Linked DNA regions of Capra hircus: region 1 is linked to region 2. Evidence: chromatin contacts called from public Hi-C data. All regions are on one chromosome and are shown on one strand. Each heading gives the region's core, a stretch centred on a gene start, on an enhancer-like site or on the middle of the called end of the contact. The rest is flanking DNA. Distances are from core to core; before and after follow the strand shown.

Region 1 (5,440 bases), core at 1,235-3,734, 630 kb before region 2:
GTCAGAAAGATCCCTGGAGAAGGGAATGGCCACCCAGTCCAGTGTTCTTGCCTGGAGAAGTCCATGGACTGAAGAGCTTAGTAGGCCACAGTTCATGGGGTCACAAAGAGTCAGACCCGACTGAGTGACTGACACTTTCACTTCTTCATACCTAGGGAAATGGAGTAACTTGCCAAAAGGCCAAAACCTTCACCTTAAATACCACCTTCAGCGAGAGATGAAGGAGGATGCTGCTGCTGCTGCTAAGTCGCTTCAGTCGTGTCCGACTCTGTGCGATCCCAAAGACGGCAGCCCACAAGGCTCTGCCGTCGCTGGGATTCTCCAGGCAAGAACACTGGAGTGGGTTGCCATTTCCTTCTCCAATGCATGAAAGTGAAAAGTGAAAGTGAAGTCACTGAGCCGTGTCCAACTCTCAGCGACCCCATGGACTACAGCTCACCAGGCTCCTCCATCCATGGGATTTTCCAGGCAAGAGTACTGGAGTGGGGTGCCATTGCCTTCTCCGATGAAAGAGGATGTTGGAACTTAAAAGGGAAGTGAGACAGTTCTCATGAAGATGAAAAAGCACATGTTTGATAAACAAATGTTTGTTGGCCACGCAGAGAAGATGAGACATTGAGACATTGAGTGGCCCCACAGAATTTCCCCCATCACACCTAGCCCATATTCTTTGCAGATATTCCTGGTGATATCTCTATTTTGGGAATAAGCCCTTTATTTAAATATTTTAGGCAGCCAAGAGCAAAGTAGAAAGACTTTCTAACTCTCGTTTCTTAGAAATTATCAATCTGAATTAATCCTTACGCCAAAGAGATATATTTTGGGGGTGGCAAACTTCATTCCCCTCTACCATCCATTGTTACTAGCTGGTGACTTTCTTGTGTGTTTAAGTCAGATTCCCAAGAATGAGACCTTAGCTGGTTTAACTAGTTAGAATTACTGGTCTAAGACAAAGTTCTTATAGACTGGTCTCAAGTATATAGATTGACTGCTCTTGGAGCTAGTGGCCTAATCTGTTAGGACCTAGGTAGGGTTGATCTAGTTCAGAATAAGCTTATCTGTGTACAGGAACAGCTAAGGCTGTTTGCTTCAGTAGAGGTTCTGTGTGTAAGGACTCAGAATGCTGGATGGGAAAGGCTGGCTTGCTAAGGCTGAGGCTGTTCAGCATGTTCCATTCATTCACTCCTTTGCAGTTATTAATATTTACTGTGTGTTAAAGGGATATAGTGGGGGTAGGAGTATAGATACAAGACTCTATCTTCACCCTAATGGAACTCAGACTAGAGGAGACAAGCAAACTGAATGCAGAAAAATTGTGTGATAGTAGCATGTCATGCTGTGGGAACACAGGATGAATACTTAGTGGCGACTGGAAGTGTGAAATAAGCCCCATCCTCACTCAGGTTTTTCTGCCCTAAGGATGTGTTAAAGAGAAGAAGTTCAACGTCACATTTATATGCTTTGATATCCTTCTTATCTTGAGGTCTTGTTTAAAAAAATTATCCAAAACAAAGCAAGACATGGCATTAAGTAAAGACTCCTCTCCCTAAAGGACTCTCTTGTTTTTGAGTGGAGAGAGAGTATTGTTGTTTGGCGCTCAGATATTTTTCTCCAGTCAGTGCAGTGAGTATATCTGAATTGTTTGAAAAGAACCAGTTAACGCCACCTGTAATCTGAGGGATGTGGTCTTAACACTGGGCGGAGATCCTGGGAGAACTTTCTCGCCCTTCTTTAGATGTTTGCTGGTCTTCTCCCTGCACAGGGGTCCTAAGCGCTAATCACTGGATGAGTATTTGAGCTCCCTCTTTTCTTCCTGGCAATCTAGCAGGGAGGACCTCGGTAACCCTTTGATCTGGTGGAGTTCTCAGTGGGGATGCTTATGGATGAGAGAAGCCCCCTGGGACACTGTGACTGTTGATGTGCTCCAGGCTCCTCACTTGTTCATCTTCTATTGCTGCGTTGCTTACAGTTCTTTTCCAGTTAATTGTTCAGTAATGCCTGTTCCAGCCAGTAGCCTGGACATGGGTCATTGAGCCTGAATATCACCCTACATATTAGCACAGACTGAATGAAAGCCTAACCCTACCCCTAAATGACCATCCAGTTTTGAAGATGATGGTGTTCTGGGTATTCTGATTCAGACCCAGGAGTAACCTGAGCATTTGAATCAGTTTTATGACATTGTTAATGACCAGTGGTGTTCATCATTGAATACTTGCTACTAGTACTTTTTAAAAATTTTAAAAATCATTTCTTATTGAACAGATGAAAGCAACCTTAGGGAATTGTTCAGGAAAACAGGAAAGGGGTCTTCATATTACTTCTGATTATTTTGGAAGTTGAAACTGAGGAAAGCATTTAATATTACAAACTACACAGTATAGTATGTCAGATTTTTCTGGAACACCCTGTAGGTGCTGAAATGCGAAGGCCTCACATTGGAAATCTTTGAAAGAATTCATGTCTTTGGCCACTAGATGGCAGTCTTGTGCTGTAGTTTAGAGGAAGCAAGGTGCAGAAGGTCAAGAAACATTTCGGAGTACAGTTTAGCCTTGAACAACACAGGTGTGCACTACGTGGATTTACTTATACACGAAATTTTTTTAAATAAATACATACTATATATGATCGGTTGGTTGAGTTCGCGGAGCAGTACATATTCAGGGCCAACTGTAAAGTAATACTTGGATCTTCACCTAGGAGGTGGGTGGCACCTCTAACCCCTACTGTTGTTCACGGGTCAGCTGTACTTGGAAAAGTGCATCCATCATCACCCTTCCCTCTTGATCCCATCAAAACCCCCTCCCACTTCTGTTCTGCCCCAGACAACTATCTCACCCACCAGGGGTGTCTTGCTGCCAGTCTCTAATTAATGATAGAAAAATATCTTACTTATTCATACTCATCTCCTAGGAACAGGACTGACCACATAATTTGCAGGTCTCACTATAAAATGAAAATGCACATCTCGTTCAAACATTATTGAGAATTTTGAGACTCTCGCAGCAGAGCATCCGATGAAGCACCCAGCCTTCCTGGGCCTGCACAGGTCACACAGCCATGAAGCCAGCAAGCTTAAGATTTTGGAAGACGTCTTCCTCTCACCACCCCACCCTCTGTCCTTGCAGCACGTCCCTGGGCTGCATACCAGGGGGGTATTTAGGGCAGAGTCCCTGACTGTTTTTCGGAAACAGGATCTCAGGACTGTATCTTAGCAATAGAGGTCTAGTTAGCTCATTTTAAAGATGATTGAACTAAATTCCGAAGAGATGAAATGACTGGCCCCAAGTGCCCATCTAGTTGTCACAGCTTGAACCAGAACTAAGAGTTCTCATCCACCAGCTAGGGGCCATCTACCACACAGGCCTCGTGATTTCTATGTTAAGAAAAGAATTACCTTGTCTCCTCCAGCTAGACTTTGCTCTGTTTTCTCTGCAAGAGAAGGGCACAGGGGCGTATTACTTGGTAACATTTATTGTGTACCAGCTATGTGCTGAGCACTATGGTAGATGTTTTGTATATAATACCTCAGTTGATACCACATCAGAAAATCATTGCTACTTTTCCCTGTTTTTCAAGTGAGAAAAATTAAGGCTCAGAACTTGAATTTTAGTCCGTAATGGGAAAGATAAGAGTTTGGATAAGTCTATGTGATTCTAAAACCCATTCCCTTTTTGCCACATCATTCCTGAGTTTTAAGAAGGCTGAGTCAGCCTATATTTCCTGAGCATTGGTCACATTTTTTATAATCTCTAGATGACCTTGGAGACTCTTACAAGATAATCTGTGTTCTTCAAATTTACAAGCCTGCTCCTGCCTTAAGGCCTTTGTTCTAGGGTATTTCCTCCACTTGAAACATTCTTCCCCCAGATAGTCCATGAAAAGGAACCCATGTAAGATAGGTAATAAGGAGATCTGATCGCCTAGGGTCTTATAGGCCATTTTAGGACATTGGCTTTTTCTGTAAAAGAAATGAGAGACATTGCAATATTTTGTGCAGAAGAGTAACCTCATCTGATTTTGATTTTTAAAGGATCATTCTGACTGCTGTGTTGAAAAAGGGTTTTTAGAGATTATTACAGTAATCAGGAGTAGCCATCATGGTCAACAAAAAAGTCCAAAATGCAGTACTTGGATGCAATCTCAAAAACGACAGAATGATCTCTGTTCATCTCCAAGGCAAACCATTCAATATCACAGTAATCCAAGTCTATGCCCCAACCAGTAACGCGGAAGAAGCTGAAGTTGAATAGTTCTATGAAGACCTACAAGACCTTTTAGAACTAGAACCCCAAAAAGATGTCCTTTTCATTATAGGGGACTGGAATGCAAAAGTAGGAAGTCAAGAAACAGCTGGAGTAACAGGCAAATTTGGCCTTGGAATGTGGAATGAAGCAGGGCAAAGACTAATAGAGTTTTGCCAAGAAAATGCACTGGTCATAGCAAACACCCAACAACACAAGAGAAGACTCTACACATGGACATCACCAGATGGTCAACACGGAAATCAGATTGATTCTATTCTTTGCAGCCAAAGATGGAGAAGCTCTATACAGTCAGCAAAAACAAGACCAGGAGCTGACTGTGGCTCAGATCATGAACTCCTTACTACCAAATTCAGACTTAAATTGAAGAAAGTAGGGAAAACCGCTAGACCATTCAGATATGACCTAAATCAAATCCCTTATGATTATACAGTGGAAGTAAGAAATAGATTTAAGGGCCTAGATCTGATAGATAGAGTGCCTGATGAACTATGGACTGAGGTTCGTGACATTGTACAGGAGACAGGGATCAAGACCACCACATGGAAAAGAAATGCAAAAAAGCAAAATGGCTGTCTGGGGAGGCCTTACAAATAGCTGTGAAAAGAAGAGAAGCGAAAAGCAAAGGAGAAAAAGAAAGATAAGCATCTGAATGCAGAGTTCCAAAGAATAGCAAGAAGAGATAAGAAAGCCTTCTTCAGCAATCAATGCAAAGATATAGAGGAAAACAACAGAATGGGAAAGACTAGAGATCTCTTCAAGAAAATTAGAGATACCAAGGAAACATTTCATGCAAAGATGGGCTTGATAAAGGACAGAAATGGTCTGGACCTAACAGAAGCAGAAGATATTAAGAAGAGGTGGCAAGAATACATGGAAGAACTGTACAAAAAAGATCGTCACGACCCGGATAATCACGATGGTGTGATCACTCATCTAGAGCCAGACATCCTGCAATGTGAAGTCAAGTGGGCCTTAGAAAGCATCACTACGAACAAAGCTAGTGGAGGTGATGGAATTCTAGTTGAGCTATTTTAAATCCTGAAAGATGATGCTGTGAAAGTGCTGCAGTCAATATGCCAGCACATTTGGAAAACTCAGCAGTGGCCACAGGACTGGAAAAGGTGTTTTCATTCCAATTCCAAAGAAAGGCAATGCCAAAGAATGCTCAAACT
Region 2 (5,374 bases), core at 2,283-4,782:
ATACAGTCATACCTCAGTATCTATGAAGGGTAAATTCTACCCAGTATGCCCTGTGGATACTGCCATGCATGGATATTCAAGTGCCTTGCGTAAAATGGTATAGTATTTACATATAACCTATGCATATCCTTCTGTATGCTTTATATCATCTATAGATGATAATCTTGTAATCTATAAATGCAAGGTAAGTATAAATATTACATAGTAAATATTCACATAGTTGCCAGTGCACAGCAAATTTAAATATTGCTTTTTGGAATTTTCTGGAATTTTGAGGGGAACACTTTTTTATCTTAGGTTGGTTGAATCCGTGGATGTGAAACCGGTGGACACATAGGGCCTATAGTACTAGCTTATATGTACATAAACCCTGCCATCCACATTTTCATTCACGGGAGAGGTCTGATAGCACAGTTGAAAGTTATGCAACCAGTATTAATCTTTTTCATCATGCATGTGTATGAAAAAAACCATAACATTTAGAAGAAACCAACAGCAAAAAATAAGAAGGTCCAAGTGGAACAGATTTAAATTGACTCCTGAAGAAAACAGGAGTCTCTCTACTTTAGAGAACTGAAAAAAAAATTGATTAAACTACCTGCCCTACCAAACTTAACATCTGCAGGTCAAGAACCCAAATAATCAGTGGTTAGGAAACAAGAATAATCAGAGAAGAAAGATTTCTTAGAAATTAAAGGTCAGTTCATTTCAGTGGCTCAGTCGTGTCCAACTCTTTGTGACCCCATGGACTGCAGCATGCCAGGCTTCCCTGTCCATCACCAACTCCTGAAGCTTGCTCAAACTCATGTCCATCAAGTCAGTGATGCCATCCAACCATCTTATCCTCTGTCGTCCCCTTCTCCTCCTGCCTTCAATCTTTCCCAGCATCAAGTTCTTTTCCAAAGAGTCGGTTCTTCCCATCAGGTGGCCAAAGTATTGGAGTTTGAGCTTCAGCATCAGTCCTTCCAATGAATATTCAGGACTGATTTCCTTTAGGATGGACTGGCTGGATCTCCTTGCAGTCCAAGGGACTCTCAAGAGCCTCCTCCCACACCACAGTTCAAAAGCATCAATTCTTCAATGCTCAGTTTTCTTTATGGTCTGACTCTCACATCCATACATGACCACTGGAAAAACTATAGCTTTGACTAGACAGACCTTTGTTGGCAGAGTAATGTCTCTGCTTTTTAATATGCTGTCTAGGTTGGTCATAGTATCATTGCCTAAATGAATAAGTTATTTGAAAGTCTTGAAGATTGAGTTTAAGGAATCCGATTTGACCTTGACACTTGGAACATTCATCTTTCCATCTTATCATGTAGATTACCTTATTTTTCTCAATAAATAAAGTTATTCAATATTTGAGTAAGTAGTAATTCATAATGCAGTAATGTAATTGCTATTTCAGTTTATAGAATCAGCATATAAATAAAACTTGGAAGACAATAATAACTATAAAAGAGAATCTAATATTGACATTGATCATGTAAGAAAAAGGAATTTTGAACGTTAAAGGCAGCAGATACATGTGGAAGTTTATTTCAGGCACAAATTCTTCTCACCTTGTCAAGATACGCTATCTAAAATTGATGTAACAAAATACGGAGACTAAGCATATTATTTAAAGTTATAGCTAACCACCAGAAGAACCAAAATACTATAAATGGAAAACCTTAGCAATGGATAAAGAAATATGAACTAAATTTATCATCTCTCAGTAGATACTATCTAAAGTTGATGAACAAGAGGTGGACGAACTAACAAGTTTCAGAGGTATGGTAATAACCAGCAGCAGAATAAAAAAGTTTTTAAATGTGGGGAGCTGACTTAGATATGGGGAGTGGGAGAATGAGGTCAGGTAGAGAACTTTTCATTTGGCACAACTCTGTACTGTTGGATTTTTTTTTTTAACTTGCATATGTATTAATTTTACACATTTAAAGTGAAAAAACGAAAGCAAGAAATTTCTGCAGCTGCAACTCTTGGCACCACTTCCCTCCGCAGCTGCAGTCTTTCTCCTTACACTAACGATCAGTCAGATCCTGCCAAGACAGGAAGGAGGGAAACAGCAAAGTTTCTGCCCTGAAGTTCAGGTTTAGGTTTTTCTTTTTTGGCTTACGCTTGTGTTTTATGTTTTCGATGGCCCACCTTTTGGAATACTAACTTTTGGATTTAATCTGTGATATCTAGAATCTCCTTAAAGTCTTGCTAAACTTTTGAATCCTTCTGTTCCTTTTTCTTAAATTTTTTTTTTTTAAAATTGAGGTAAAATTAGTATATCATATTCATACAAGCTTCAGGTAGACAATATTATAAATCAACTTTGGCATACAGTACAAAGAAATCAGTAAGTCTAGTAACCAGCCATCACCATACACTTGATCCCCTTCCTTCATTTCACCCTCCTTTAACCCCTTCCCTTCTGGTAACCAGCAGTCTGTCCTCTGAATCTATGAGTTTTGTTTTTGTTTTTTTATATTCCATGTAAGAGAAATTATATGGTATTTGTCTATCTTCACCTGTCTTATTTCACTTAGCAGAATGCCTTCGAGCTCCATCCATGTCGTCCAGAGGGCAAGGCTTCCTTCACTTATGGCTGCCTACTCTTCTGGTGCGTGCGTGCGTGTGTGTGTGTGTGTGTGTGTGTAGCATCTTTATCCATCTTGGACATGTCGGTCATTTCCATATCTTGGCTGTTGTAATAATGCTGCAGTGAACACAGGGGTGCCTATATCTTTTCAGATTAGTGTTTTTCTTTTCTTCAGACAAATACCTGAAAGTTTTGGGTTGGCCAAAAATGTCATTCAGCTTTTTTTCTATAAGATGCTATGGAAAAACCTGAATGAACTTTTTGGCTAACCCAATAGAATTGCTGCATCAGTTAGAAATGCTGTCCTCAATTTTCAAAGAAGCCTTCAAACTATTTTTCACAGTGGTTGAAGCAGTTTACATTCCCACCAACACTACAAGAGTAATCCTGACCCTCTGGTCTTACTGAGATCCTGGTGTTTTAATTTTAATTTTGACTCTGGTCACCTACTGCCTATCTGGGTCCAACTCAACCTACCTAGGTAGGAAGGAAAAGTTTATGGAAGTGATGACAATCACAATAATCAGAATAAATAAAGCAATGTATATTATTAAGTTAAAAAACATAGTGCTAAGGAAGCAGGGTGATGGTCTCTACCCCATTCCTCATATTTTCATGGAGAAAAGTGTACTTCACTCCTAGAAAGAATATGGTTGGAAGAATTTGGAAGTAGTGGTTTTCTCTAGACCACAATCTTGCATGAGACAAGAAACTAGAATATCTAAATTTTCTAAGAAGGCAATAATGTCTCGCATGTTACTCTGAGACAAAGTAGGCAGCATATATGGGGAGATCGCACGAGCACCACCCAAACCAAACAAGAAAAAGCACAAAGAAGAAGTACACACATATATTAAACATGGACAAGCACAGCTGTTGGGCAGTTTCCGGTCAGCGAGAGCAGAATCCCAGACCGTGGATTTGACTCTGGCACAGCTGGCTGGCCTGCTCTTCTGGGACTGGGACCCGCTCTTCTCAAGCCCTCACTGTCTCCAACACAGGCACAGCCGAGTCGTCTGTCGTGTTCTTTGGCTGAGAATAGCAGTGTTGACCCACATTACACAACTAGAGATTAGGATTTAAAGAAGCTCCATTCTTATGAAAGAGAGCCTAGGACGCAGCTGCAGATATAGGAAGCCAGACAACTATGTAAGACCCTCTGGCTGATACTGAGCCCATAACATTGGGAGTGAAGGCATTTGGGCTTTAATTTCTATGGTCTTTTATTCGCAGGGAGAGTTAGTTTTGAGGAAGTCAAATAATAAGAGCTTCCTATTGTTTGAATTTGGAGCGTTTTTCCGTTGTTGATCCAGTCTTTGTGTTCATTTCATAAAGTCTGCTGATGTATTTTGGACAGCATGCTAGGACATAATTAGTGATAAGAATAGAATAGGGAGTGAATTTTGAGTTTATGGTGCTGCATGGAATCCTGTCTGACTCATATGCTGCTAGAGTCTTTTGTGGGCAAAGAGTGAAATGCCCGTCAGTAGTTCCAATGGGGAGGTTTGTGCAGCCAGGAGCAGAGTGCCGGATGGTGACAGCACGCAGCCCTGTGAGCACGCAGCCTGCCCCGCTTAGGGACGGCCACCCTGGCTTACGTCTGATCTGACCTCATGAGGGCATGGCTCAGGACATCGCCTCCCAGCCTCCCTTCATATACACGTTGCCTTCGTGACTTTTCTTTATTTGCCTATCACCCACACTAATGCTTAAAAAAAAATGTTATGTGTACTTAAAAATCTTTAGCTCGTATGTTAAAATGTGTTATATATTTTTCTGAATACATATTAAAATACATAATTACCAAAGTAAAAAAAAAATGCTTATCGCCATCACCATGAATATTATTTTCACACAGATGCCTGGAAGGACTGGGCGCCAGATAACTGGCATGATGCGAGTGGAGCACAGTGTGCTATGACAGAAGGGTGAAAACCCGGCCAGCACTGGGAGGGATGCGCCTTGCTCCGCCTCCAGGCTGCTGTTCTGATCCTGCTGATGGGAACTGGGACTGGAGAAATGTTAGGGGCTCCTCTCTCCACTTTCTCTCACACCATCCCAACAACAAAGAGGAACACTTCCTGAGACTTACGGGAGCTCAGGTAAGGTGCTTTCTAGTTCTGCCCTGGGAATTCAGGATGCAGGCCCTCTTATTCCCACACTAGGGGCTTGAGTGAGCAGGATGGAAGTGCTCTGAGTGTTCACGGTTCATTCATGCAGGAAGAGGAGCAAACCTGTTTCTGCCTTAAGTCTAAGCCTCATCCTCCTACCCAGCATTAACAGGAACCCCATAGTATAGGTAGTGATAAGTACATTTCAACCTCTTCCTATTTTCTGTGTCTGTTTCTCAAACTGGTTAAAACCCATAAAGTAGAAACCCAAATTCCAACACAGCACTTGGTACAAAAACAAGTGAAAGAATGACAGAAGAGAATGTTGATAGAAGAAAATGCTGCTGGTACACAGCAAAACGCTCTGTGTTTACAAACATTCAGTGATAGCTTATTATGAAAAGGTTTTTTAAAAAGTTAATGCACCTCGACAGTCAAATATTGTGGCTGTGAGTTTTCTCTTCTCCAGCCTGGGGTTAGATTCATGTGGCACGTCTCCTTGGCTGAGATGGACACTGGAGCAGGGGAGCTCTTCCTTGTTCCCTAGTCTCTGAGAGGCAATGAGGTACAGTAGAAAGAATATTGGTTTTGGAGTCAGGTCTGGGAATGTATTCAGGATGTTTGAAGTTGGGCAAATTACTTACCCTACCTGAATCTCACTTTTTACAGGTGT

Evidence for each region. A called contact is a pair of places that touch in the nucleus more often than the background predicts.
Region 1: a contact with region 2 is called in a Hi-C map of blood, with 6 times the contacts expected there. The contact joins two enhancer-like sites. A contact is called at or near these places in 2 of 5 Hi-C or Micro-C datasets (blood and liver).

The regions. Positions count from the first base shown.
Region 1 is chr6:6,424,760-6,430,199 of ARS1.2, reverse strand. No RefSeq gene overlaps it. Among named protein-coding and RNA genes, the nearest start is that of FABP2, 9.4 kb to the right of the region's middle. Within about 2 kb of position 2,484, at least 1 of the 5 cell types and tissues checked has an H3K27ac peak or open chromatin away from gene starts, as enhancers often do.
Region 2 is chr6:5,796,124-5,801,497 of ARS1.2, reverse strand. No RefSeq gene overlaps it. Among named protein-coding and RNA genes, the nearest start is that of MAD2L1, 18 kb to the right of the region's middle. Within about 2 kb of position 3,532, at least 3 of the 5 cell types and tissues checked have an H3K27ac peak or open chromatin away from gene starts, as enhancers often do.